2 separate regions of the Rattus norvegicus genome follow, and region 1 is linked to region 2. A link is a contact called in public Hi-C data. All regions are on one chromosome and are shown on one strand. Each heading gives the region's core, a stretch centred on a gene start, on an enhancer-like site or on the middle of the called end of the contact. The rest is flanking DNA. Distances are from core to core; before and after follow the strand shown.

Evidence for each region. Hi-C and Micro-C count contacts between places; a contact is called where the count stands out from the background.
Region 1: a contact with region 2 is called in a Hi-C map of frontal cortex, with 2.3 times the contacts expected there. The contact joins two enhancer-like sites. A contact is called at or near these places in 3 of 12 Hi-C or Micro-C datasets (Schwann cells, frontal cortex and mammary epithelial cells).

The regions. Positions count from the first base shown.
Region 1 is chr2:44,299,081-44,304,576 of GRCr8, reverse strand. No RefSeq gene overlaps it. Among named protein-coding and RNA genes, the nearest start is that of Pgk1l1, 190 kb to the left of the region's middle. Within about 2 kb of position 3,851, at least 13 of the 93 cell types and tissues checked have an H3K27ac peak or open chromatin away from gene starts, as enhancers often do.
Region 2 is chr2:43,936,577-43,942,311 of GRCr8, reverse strand. No RefSeq gene overlaps it. Among named protein-coding and RNA genes, the nearest start is that of Plk2, 240 kb to the right of the region's middle. Within about 2 kb of position 2,166, at least 41 of the 93 cell types and tissues checked have an H3K27ac peak or open chromatin away from gene starts, as enhancers often do.

The DNA.
Region 1 (5,496 bases), core at 2,602-5,101, 360 kb before region 2:
TGGTAAAACATCCAAAAGGGCACATCACATTGGGTCTATAAATCAACCTTTTCCAACCGAACAGCTGCATCTCCCTAGACATCACTGAGCATCGGATGCCTCTCTCGCTCTCCTTTCCTCTCTCTTCCCCTCTTCTCTCCTCCCCTCCCCTCTCCTCTCTTCCCTTCCCCTCTCCTCTTCTCTCCTCTCCTCTCCTCTGGTCTATAGGTCCCTACAATTCTGTACTATTGTTGAAAACCCCCCAAGTCCTTATTATTAGACACATAAAAACAAGACTGCCTCTGAAAACCAGACCACAACTTCCTCCTGAATTAGTTTCCCACACAATATTGTCTTAGAAGACTGATTTTGTCAGCTTTGCCTGCAGGAGAAGTTAGATAAATATTAAATATTGCTTCTTTATATCTATCCATACAATTGCATCAAAAGCATTTGAGTGCTTCTTTTCTGCTCTACATTTTGTAACCTGTTACATTTTTCAGCTGTAGGCTCCCTTTCCCTCTGCTTTTAATTTTTATTAGGTATATGCTGGCTGAGAAGGAAGAGTTTTCTTTATAGGATAGTGTGTGCGCATGCATTCATATGTAGGACTTCAATGTGCCAGAGCTTCCTTTGTGCAATACTTAGGAAACAGTGGTAAATCAGACAATGGTCTGTACAACCCCAGACATAATTAGTGAAACAAGTTGATACTTGAACACCCAATAACATCATACTAACCATCCCTCCAAAAGCAGAACTAGAAAAAGGTAAATAAAACAAAACAAAACAAACAAAAAAACCAACTCCTAAAAATGCCATGGATAAGTGCCTATCAGGGGAGCCCTGCTGCAGATCTGTCATTAAAAGTGTCACCATAGCCAATGGATAGAGGAGAAGGTTGAACAGGATTTTCTAATTAGCGTTGGCTGCAATATATATCGACTGACCACTATTGGAACAAGGTAGGGCCAGCTGTTAGAATTGAGTGGAAAATCTTAAAGCATCACAGTTCTTTAGTTCCCTCTTCTCTGTTCTACCACAGCCCTACAGCTTGGCAACCAGCTGTGGTACACATCTATCTCACACTTTTACACAGACCACTAACACTGGTCATATGACGGGGAAATTTTTCTCACTGATTCTCCGTAATGGTTCCCAAAGGCCAAACTAGAAAGATTGTTCAGTTCTTGAGGCCAAATAGGAAACCCCTGATTTCTAAGAATGAAGGACACTTTCAAAAACTGGCAAGGAAAACCTGTGTGGTTTCCACAGCCTCTTTCCTGGACTTCAAGGATGAGATACTGGAAACAATCATTAACCTGACAGAGGAGTCCAGTGCTAACTGCTAACAGAGACTGTCAAATTCTCAGGCTACCTCAAGCCACCCTCTTTTTAAATATTTGTTTTATGAAACAAGATTGCATAGAGTCCATGCTCTATGTAGCTGAAGGTAACCTTGAACTCTTGATCTTCTGGTCTCTATAGAGCTCAGGCTGGCCTTGCATCTACTATGTAGCTGAAGGTAGCCTTGAACTCTTGATCTTCCAACCTCTACTTACTGTGTGATGGGCCTATAGGGCTGTGCAATTGGACTTGTCCCTAGATTTGATTCTGAATTTCTACTGGAGCTGATCACACTTTCCTGGAAGCTGGCACCTGGCTGAAAAGATGGGACTTGCTGAACTTGAGCATGATTGGGCAGTAGAAAGTGGATAAAAAGACAATTATGGATTTAAATAACCACGCCCACATGGTAAGTGTGTTGTAGTTTTGTGTTCTTTCCTTTCCATCCTTTCATTACAATGGAGAAGTACAATTTAACCCATATGTCATTTTAAAATCACCTTCTAGTAAATCATACTCAGATGAGAACTTAAAACATAACATTAGAAACAGAAACCAACTTGATGAGAAATCAGCTGGGCTTCCCCCAACGGTCATTTGAGTAGGTTTTTAGAAAAGAAGAAAATTTCCGACTCTAGACAGACTATCTGGTTTTCAAATCTTTCCCATAATCCTTCACATTTTTTTTTGAGTCTTAAGGCCAGCTGCTCTCCTCATTGTTGACAGACTTTGTCTTGAGCCCTGGGAAATCAATGTTTCGTTCCAACATGGATATAGATAAAGGGCCACTAAGGCAGACACAAATGTGAGGCAGGGTTTTGAGAGGGGTGGAGTTGGTAACCATCTGTATACCCTAGAAAGATGCAGCATTGACAAAGATTAACTGGAAAAAGTGAGGAAGGAACTGTCAAAGACAACATCTTTCTGATGTATATGGCGATCTCACAGTGGACCTCTGCAGCTGGTGCCCGGGTGAGAAGGGAGCTATTATAGACTCTGTACAGTGACTGGTTTGAAATTAAGAATCCCTACTAGACCTATCTCTTCCAGTGAAGTATGCAGCCTGAGGCATGTTATTTCCCATCTGATTTTAAAAGCAAATAGATGAAGTAACTTATGCATCGATTCAGAGGTCTTTTCTTTGTTACAAACATCTTGATGAAGTAGAAATAACACACTTTAGAGCAGAAGAGATCTTCCAGGTTTACGTTCTCTGGCCTTGTCTTGTGATATTCCTTAGTTGTTTTTTATTCATAAAATGAAGAGAACAATGCCTAGAAAGTTGTTATAAAATGACAGTCAGCACCACCAACACTTTCCAAAGTTCCAGAATATAGATGACTGTAACCAGAAAGATCACCATAATCCAATGGTGCCATGACCTAGACTGAAATAGACACATATTGCTGAGTGTCCATTGCTGTGAAGAGACTCTATGACCACAACAACTTTTATAAAGGAAAACATTTAATTGGAGGGTTGCCTTACAGTTCAAAGGTTCAGTCCATTTGCATCATGGCAGGAAGCATGGCAGCATCTAGGTAGGCATGGTGCTGGAGAAGTAACTGAGGGTATTACATCAGAATCTGAAAGCATCAGGGAGAGTGACACTGGGTCTGGTTTGAGCACTTAAAACTTCAAAGCCACATCTTCTCCAACAAGACCACTCCTCCCATTATTACCACTCACTGTGAGCCTATGAGGCCCTTTTCAAACCACTATACAGGGTACAGTGCTAGGCTGACTTCTGTTCCTGATGATGTATAGCACTATGTCTATGTTACTAAGGGTGAAATAACTCAAACCTCTGGCTCTGTCTTTGAATAGAAGACTCAAGCCTGATGTCACAGGCTTGAGAACATTATAAGTAGTTCCAGTCCCATTACGCAATATGCCTCATCCCAACTCTGTGGCCAGGAGAATATCATTTGGCCCTTTTGGCTCTGTCAGAAAGTTCTCTTAGTAGAGGAGAATGTGGCTAAGCGTGTCTGGCTGTTTCACTCCTGTCTGGGAAGTGCAAAGCCCCATCGGCTTAAAGGGATTGAAGAAGGGCTTCTTTGGATGCTCTTCCTGGAACTCTTGGATGCTCGTGTTCAGAACTGAGGGATGAGGATTAGCGAGAAGCCCCAAAGACATTTGTTTAAGCTCATCGCCACTGTTTTGGCCAATTTAAGCACCTGTAGGAAAACCAGAGAAATAAATCCATATGGTATTACATTTTCACCATCAACGAACTCCTACTGTTTAAAAGAAAATTGACCTTTTGTGTGTTAGATGCTTGGGAATCACCTGGAGAATGATGATTTTTTTTTTGAAAGCTGTTGTGCCTGTGTGAGCCAAGAGTACTTCACAGCTATGAATTTGATAATTCCCATTCTCCACTGAACAATTGTTTGATCCTAGCATTGATTGGAATTCTGTCCTCTAGAGGTCACTAATGTACCAGATTTAAAGAACATGGAGGCTTCCAAAGTGCTCAGGAGGAGACAAATATCCTGATTGCACTTGTGTGAAAGAGGAATGGAGGGAAATAGACTACTCCAAGCTAGTCTCATAGACTAGAAGCAGTAAGAAATCTTGTCTTGAATATTGAATAAGGTATTTTTAAATTGATTTTTTTTCTTGGTTTATCTTGGGTTTCCTCTGCCTCAATCCAGCTGGTCCCTGTTTTCATTTTTATAGTTTTGTTTGCTTTTTTCAGATTTTGTATTTTATGTTCTAGGTTGGACATGAACTCCCCATGTTGTCCAGGATAACCTTGAATTCCTGATGACCCTGCCACCACCTTCCAAATGTTGGAATTATATGCATGTACTACCACACCCAGCTAAAAAATTCTTCCAATGATTGAGCACCTTTTCGCGGGAACATTAACAGCAGAAGTAAGTTTCCTTGGCATGGCCTTTAAAGAACATGGGAAGGCTGTGCCTGGAACTTGGAATGGGGTCTTTTAACTCTTTCTGCAGATCCTGAGTAGCCTAACTTAGGAGGATGCTCTGCAGACTAATCCGAACATAAAAAGATCACTTTGGATATAAAACACATGACTGTTGATCAGGAGCTATGGGAATGACACTCTGAAACGCTTAGAAGACTTTTCCCCCTGTGCTATGGCTTTTCTGTTAACCTAGTGCTGACTGCTCTTTGTCTCCCTTGAAGAGAAATTACCTTGAGAATGTGTTTCATGTTGGCAGAGGGATTGCCCAGGGAGATTTAAACAACAGGCTGCCTGGAGTCCAGGACGTGTTGTGGCATAACCTGCTGCCAGTGGACCGCGCTGCTCTAGGCGTGACCTGGGAGGTACCAGCGGCATTTCACACTATTGTTCCTGCTGTTCTGCTTGCTCTCCAAGGAGAGGAACGCTTACACCACAGTTTTCCCAGGGTCCAGACACTTGCCAGCAGCTGACCCATCAGGAAATGGCCTCTCCCCTCTTCCTTCCCACATTCCTTTCCGGGCTTCCCCAGCCCAAGGTGTGGCCAGCGCCCAGAAGATCTCCTTTGCTTGATTGACAGGCAAACAAAACCTTCCTCTAGATAAGCAAGATCACAGCTCCGTAGGAAATCTATTTGTTTCTGGATGGAGCTTGTCTGCTCTCTCTCTCAATAGCTACAGTGCTGACTTCATAGTTTCTTATCATGCTTAGGATGTGTGGAACAGTCAATCCTAAAACAATGAGCTCTGCTTTTTAAAAGGCTAATTCACAATGAAATACTACACTTTGTTCTACAGAGTTTATGGTGGTCTCCCTTGAAGTCCTTAGAGGGTTGTACTGTGCAATAAGAAAGAATAGAAGGAAGATTTCAGTTTTGAATTTTCTCTATTTAATTTAGTTCTTTAAAAAAATATAAAAAAATTGTTATTCCTGACAAGAGCTGGGAATTCAAGAAAAGATGCCCCTTTTCACTTTGGGGGAGCATCTTTTTAACACAGATGCAATCCAAGAAAGAATAACAGGAAGCTGTGTGATGCTTTGACTCATCAAGGTTGTCCCTTGACTTTGTACATTCGTGTGAATGGGGAGCTTCCTTGAGGCTCTGCCATTTTTTTCTTTGTTGTCACTTGTATGGCTCTAAGTAAACCTGTGTGTGTATGTATGTATGCCTGTGTGTGCATATGTGTGTGTATGCATGAAAGGACCAAAGATAAACAACTTTCAGATCCATTGTG
Region 2 (5,735 bases), core at 917-3,416:
GCTCACAACCATCTGAAATTTCAGGTCCGGAGGACCTGATGCTGTTTTCTGGACTCCTTGGCAGCGAGATACACATGTAGTGCAACAACATACATAGAGCCAAAAACAAAAACAGAAAAGCTACACTATGCATACAATAAAAATAAATGTCTCTTTAAAAAGTTAGAAAAATTTCTTTCTTCTTCAAATCTGATATACTCTATAAAATATTAATCAGCTTTTAGAAAGAATAAAATCATGACACTTGCCAAAAACAATGGAATTAATTATATTAAGCAAAATAAACTAGACAGAAGTCAACGTTCTCTCACACGGCCTTTCATTAGCTTAAAAGAAAGTGAAAAGAAGGGGCCAACTTTGGAGGAGGGGTAGGGGAAGAAGAGGAGGAGGAAGAGGAGGGTTCAGTAGAGAGGGAAGGATTGGCTGCATCTTGTACATGTGTGCATCTTGTACATGTCTGGAAGTCATAGCCAAACCATTGCTCTACACAATAACAGAGAACGATGGTAGTGCTGATAAGGAACCTCCCTTCTCTGCCTGTACCTTCCCACTTTTCCACACGGCCTTTATTGTATAAGCCTTAAGAGGGATGAGGAGATGGATGCTCCTTCCGTTGACCCAGGACAGTTGCTCTAGAGAGAGGAGGAAAGCAGAACCCGGATGAGGCTGGAGGCAGAAACAGTCAGGAAAGTTCTGAAATGTCATATGACCTGTTAACTAAAGTTGTACAATTATTATTATTATTAACTTAATCTTCCACCCACATTTAAACAAGCAACTCTTATTAAACTCAGTGGGCTACATACAAAATGAGACATGTAGGCAAGAGGTTGACTGAAGAAGAAGGGTTGTAGATGGACTGTGAGGGCCATGGAACTGGGAAATAACAACAAAATGTAAATGTATGAAGAAGTTTTATATTTTATTTTATATTTTATTATATATAATCAATTATATTTAATTACACATTTTATATTATATATTCATAATATACTATATAAAACATATATCTAAATATGTGTTTAATTATATATTAATTATACATTAAAATAATATATTTTATATTTGATTATAAAATAAAATCTATATTTAAAAAAAGATTTTAAATCTATATTTAAAAGTATAACTTTCAAATTTGAAAGAGACTTTAGAGGTTATCCAATCTAGTCTGATTCTCTAATGAGGATTTTTTTTTTAGTTTCCTGAATAGATCCTGATTGTGAGAGAACCACCACTAAGACCCACTTGATCAGACCATTCTGTTACATTACCTTTTGTTACACATGAAAACCTTCCCAGGCCTGACAGAATCTCACTGAGGAATGCCCGGTGGCTCTCACCTTGGAGAAAGAATACTTTCCATTATCTGTGTGGGCTACATTTCTCTCCAGACCCTCCTAGCATCCTTGTAGCCATAGAGATAAAACTACTGGCATTTATATACAGCAATACCTAGCATCCCGGCATTGGTAGGTTCTCAATAAATGCATGATAATAGGTAGGAATAAGAGAAAGATAATTTGCATTTGTTTGGGATCCATGAATATGTTCATGCATATTCACTAATCAGGATGAGTTAGCCTTATATAACAGAGAACCCTAGTGTTTCCATGGTAATCTTCCATTTACCAGCAGCAATGGGTTGAATCCTCATCCCCCAAAACCTTCTAACAATTCTCCAAAGTTTAGTCTGCTACAATCTCTTTCTCCTCTGACCTAGAACCAGGGGCTTAGTTTAAGTGTCCAAACAGAATTGACAGAGGGCTGCCTTCCCCTTTCCACCTTACCTATACTTCTTCATTTCTTTTCCATGCTTCAATGTGTCACTGGCAACCTGTTAGTAATGCTGCAGGTGTCCTGGTTCTGAAGACACAGCAGCGTTTGGCCATGCACACAAGGAGTACATTCAGGGCCACCACTCTATATGACAGTTCAGACAAAGGGCATGGGACATGTGTCAGGGCAGCCATCTCTACTGATGCAGTCCACAGGAGCCTTTGTAATTGTGTCTGTGCAAAGAAACAGTTTGGCTGGCATCGAGCTTGCTATAATTCTCTGATCCTGTGTCAACCCCCCCACTTCTGCTCTCCCTCCTCCTCAGCAGCCTCCTCCTCCATGCCACTGGTGCATTCATGCGTCATTTGCAACCTCTCACCGTGGCTGGAACATCTCCGCGTCTATGAATAGATTTAACAGCCTCCTTCACGCTTCCTCTTAGGGCTGGACTGACTCAGCTACCCTGAGAACAGAGAGCACTTTGATTGACAGCCGGCTTTACCATCCTCTGTTTCCACAATGTGAGGCAGGAAAGAGAATATGGCTTACAAGAAACCCTCCCGAAATAATAAATCCAGCCCAGCGAAAGAACAGAGAAACAAAAAGAAACACTGTTCCAGCTAGGACGCCGGAGTAGGTGGTTGTAGATAAAATGATAATTTAGGATATGAAATTCACGATTTGAAAAAAAAAAGATTTGGCTTTGATCTAGAGATTAGAAATTGCTTCCCCTGAGAAAAGATACTTACAGATGCAATTTGCAAAGTAGCCAGGCAGAGGGAAACAGGATTCACAGCAGGCAAATCCAGGTCACCTGGGCTTACGTGATGAATACTTATTGTGTAGCACACTGAATTCACAGCTACTACCTTTAATTAGTAACAAGAACACAGTCAGTCATGGCAGCAGGCAGCTGCAGAACCTGCCGCTGGCCCTCAGAGGACCGGGACCATGTCTGGCTCTGGAGGACACAGCTGCTTTTCAAACCCTGAATGTGTGGGAACAAACCCGGCTTGAGATTTCTGTAGTCGGAAACCAACCAGGGAGGTTTTTCCAGAAAGAGATAAGTTCATGACTGTTTATTAATAGGACACTAGATTCACCCGATAGAAATGTTTGGTAGTGACTGCTTAATTGTTCTCAGGCAGTAATTACTGCAATTAAGAACCTGCAACATTGCAAAACCTCGTCTAGACTAGTATTAAAAAGAACCTGTTGGTGATTGCTTTTTGCTGGAGAGAACAGATAAACAGTGTACCTGTGAGTTGCACTCAAGTGTTTACAAGGAATCCATCCTCCGGGTCTTCTCCCCGACTAACAGCCTTGAACTTGAGGTATTCTGGGTAGCACAATCACCATGCAAGTGCATACAATGATCCCTTTATTAACCCATATCTCCAACATGTGCTACCTACCCTATTAAAAAATAAGGTGGCCATTCCCCCAGGAATGACTCCTAATAGTTTGGAAGCAAGTTGTTTCCTTCATCTGGAGATCCTACTTGGAAGCAAACTGAAATGAGAAAAGAGACAGTAGGGCTCAGAAGAATAGCAGGAAAGACCCTCATCTCCAAAGACAGTGCAAAGCCCAGCAAGCTCCCTGAGGAGGTGGTACCTCTTAAGAAGTCTCATCTGGGGGTTGGGGATTTAGCTCAGTGGTAGAGTGCTTGCCTAGCAAGCTCAAGGCCCTGGGTTCGGTTCTCAGCTCCGGAAAAAAAGAAAGAAAGAAAGAAAGAAAGGAAGGAAGGAAGGAAGGAAGGAAGGAAGGAAGGAAGGAAGAAAGAAAGAAAGAAAGGAAGGAAGGAAGAAAGAAAGAAGTCTCATCTGCTCATCTGCTTCTGTTTCTGTGACTCTGCCCCACTGCAGTCATTCTACTTGTAATTTCCCACAACCAGGCAAGTCCTTAACCCCTTCCTTCCAAAGCAGTGTAAGTGAAGAGTTAAGTTCACTCTCTCAACCCCATGCCTTCTTTTCTCAGGGATTCAGCTTCTCACACCCTTTCCAGTTCAGTGTGATGGACCATGTGAGCCCTCTCAGGCTGTTGCTTAGCGTGATGGCTGTGCTAAATTATGTGCTAAAGCCTCGGGGACAATGGACATAATCAGGTGTCTCTGGCATCAACAATAGGTATGAAGATGTTCTTTTCAAAAAGGAAACTTTTGAAAGCTTTTACTACACATGGTTTCTTTTATTGTAGTGATCTTGCATCAGTCAGGAGCATTTGCTCTAAGTAATATATTAACATTGCTACCAATTATTATTAGCTTAAGTTCGCCATTTCCACTGGGGTTCGTTCCACAGGAGTTTGGTCACATACGTTGGTTGTCATGAACACACTGTTGTGATACTGTACAGAATACTTTCATGGCACTGACTTCCCAGTACTCCACCTGCTAATGCGCACCCTCTAGCTTCTGTGTTATGGTTAATCTTCAAGGTCAACTTGTTTAGATTAAGTAATATTCAGGGTGTGACTCAGGCAAGTCTCTGGGTGTGTCTCTAAGGGTGTTTACAGAGAGGGCCAGCTTTGGGGATAGGATCTACACTGAATGTGGGCGGACCCATCCCATATGCTGTGGTTCTGGACTGCGCAAAAGGGGAAAGGAGAAAGTCAGCTAGTGAGGAATTCCTTTCTGTTTCCCAATCTTTTTAGATGTGAGCAAGCAGCCTCACATTCCTGCTGCCACACCCAGGGGCTGCTTCTACCCTAAGCTTCCCTCACATACAGTGTATTCTCTTGGTGGAAACCAAATGTGCCTTTGCTCTCTAAGTTGCTTCTTGTCTTATATTGATCATAAGGGCAAAGGGTAATTAATACACTGTAGTAATGACCTTCTTGACATCTCTATATTCTTTCCAGAATCCTGGTGTGCAGCCTGACATCTTAGGCTGATTATCTTTTGCTTTGCAATGTTATCATCCGTGCTGTGGTAGATTACCCTTTGTTATGAAGGACACTCTACTGTTAGGTTAATACACATTTATCTAGTCACCTATTGCAGGATATTCTAATGTGTCCACATATTGTTAACAGTGGCTAAAACTTTTACAAACACTCGTGTGAAGGCTTTTGGTGGCTACCCATTTTCAAATCATTTGGATGAATACACAAATGTGCAACTGCATTTCTGGCCTGAGTACAGCCCATTTTGTAGGAAACTGACCAATTGTATATGAAGTTGCTGTGCCTGTTTTCAGCCTCGCCAACAGCAAACAGGATTTTCAGTTACTCTGATTACTTTTTGAGAATGGTATTTGGGAAATAAAACACATAAAAGAAGTTGTGGTGTAGAACTAATTCAGAGTCCTCTAGCTGTTGCCTTGAGCTCCCTTTGCTATACACAGTGAGGGTGGTGGGGGTGAGCTGATAGAACTATGAACTAGGTAGTTTTTTCACTTGGTACTTATGAGCATATAAGAAAAATGAAGGTACTCAGGAAGGCTGAGCTTCATCGTGACTAATTAAAAATTAGGGTAATACTAGATGTACAGAACACATGAAACTCAAGACGGATGATCAAAATGTGAATGCTTCACTCCTTCTTTAAAAGGGGAACAAGAATACCCTTGGCAGGGAATAGGGAGGCAAAGATTAAAACAGAGGCAGAAGGAACACCCATTCAGAGCCTGCCCCACATGTGGCCCATACATATACAGCCACTCAATTAGACAAGATGGATGAAGCAAAGAAGTGCAGGCTGACAGGAACCGGATATAGATCTCTCCTGAAAGACACAGCCAGAATACAGCAAATACATAGGCGAATGCCAGCAGCAAACCACTGAACTGAGAACGGGACCATCGTTGAAGGAATCAGAGAAAGAACTGGAAGAGCTTGAAGGGGCTTGAGGCCCCATATGAACAACAATACCAACCAACCAGAGCTTCCAGGGACTAAGCCACTACCCAAAGACTATACATGGACTGACCCTGGCCTCCAACTGCATAGGTAGCAATGAA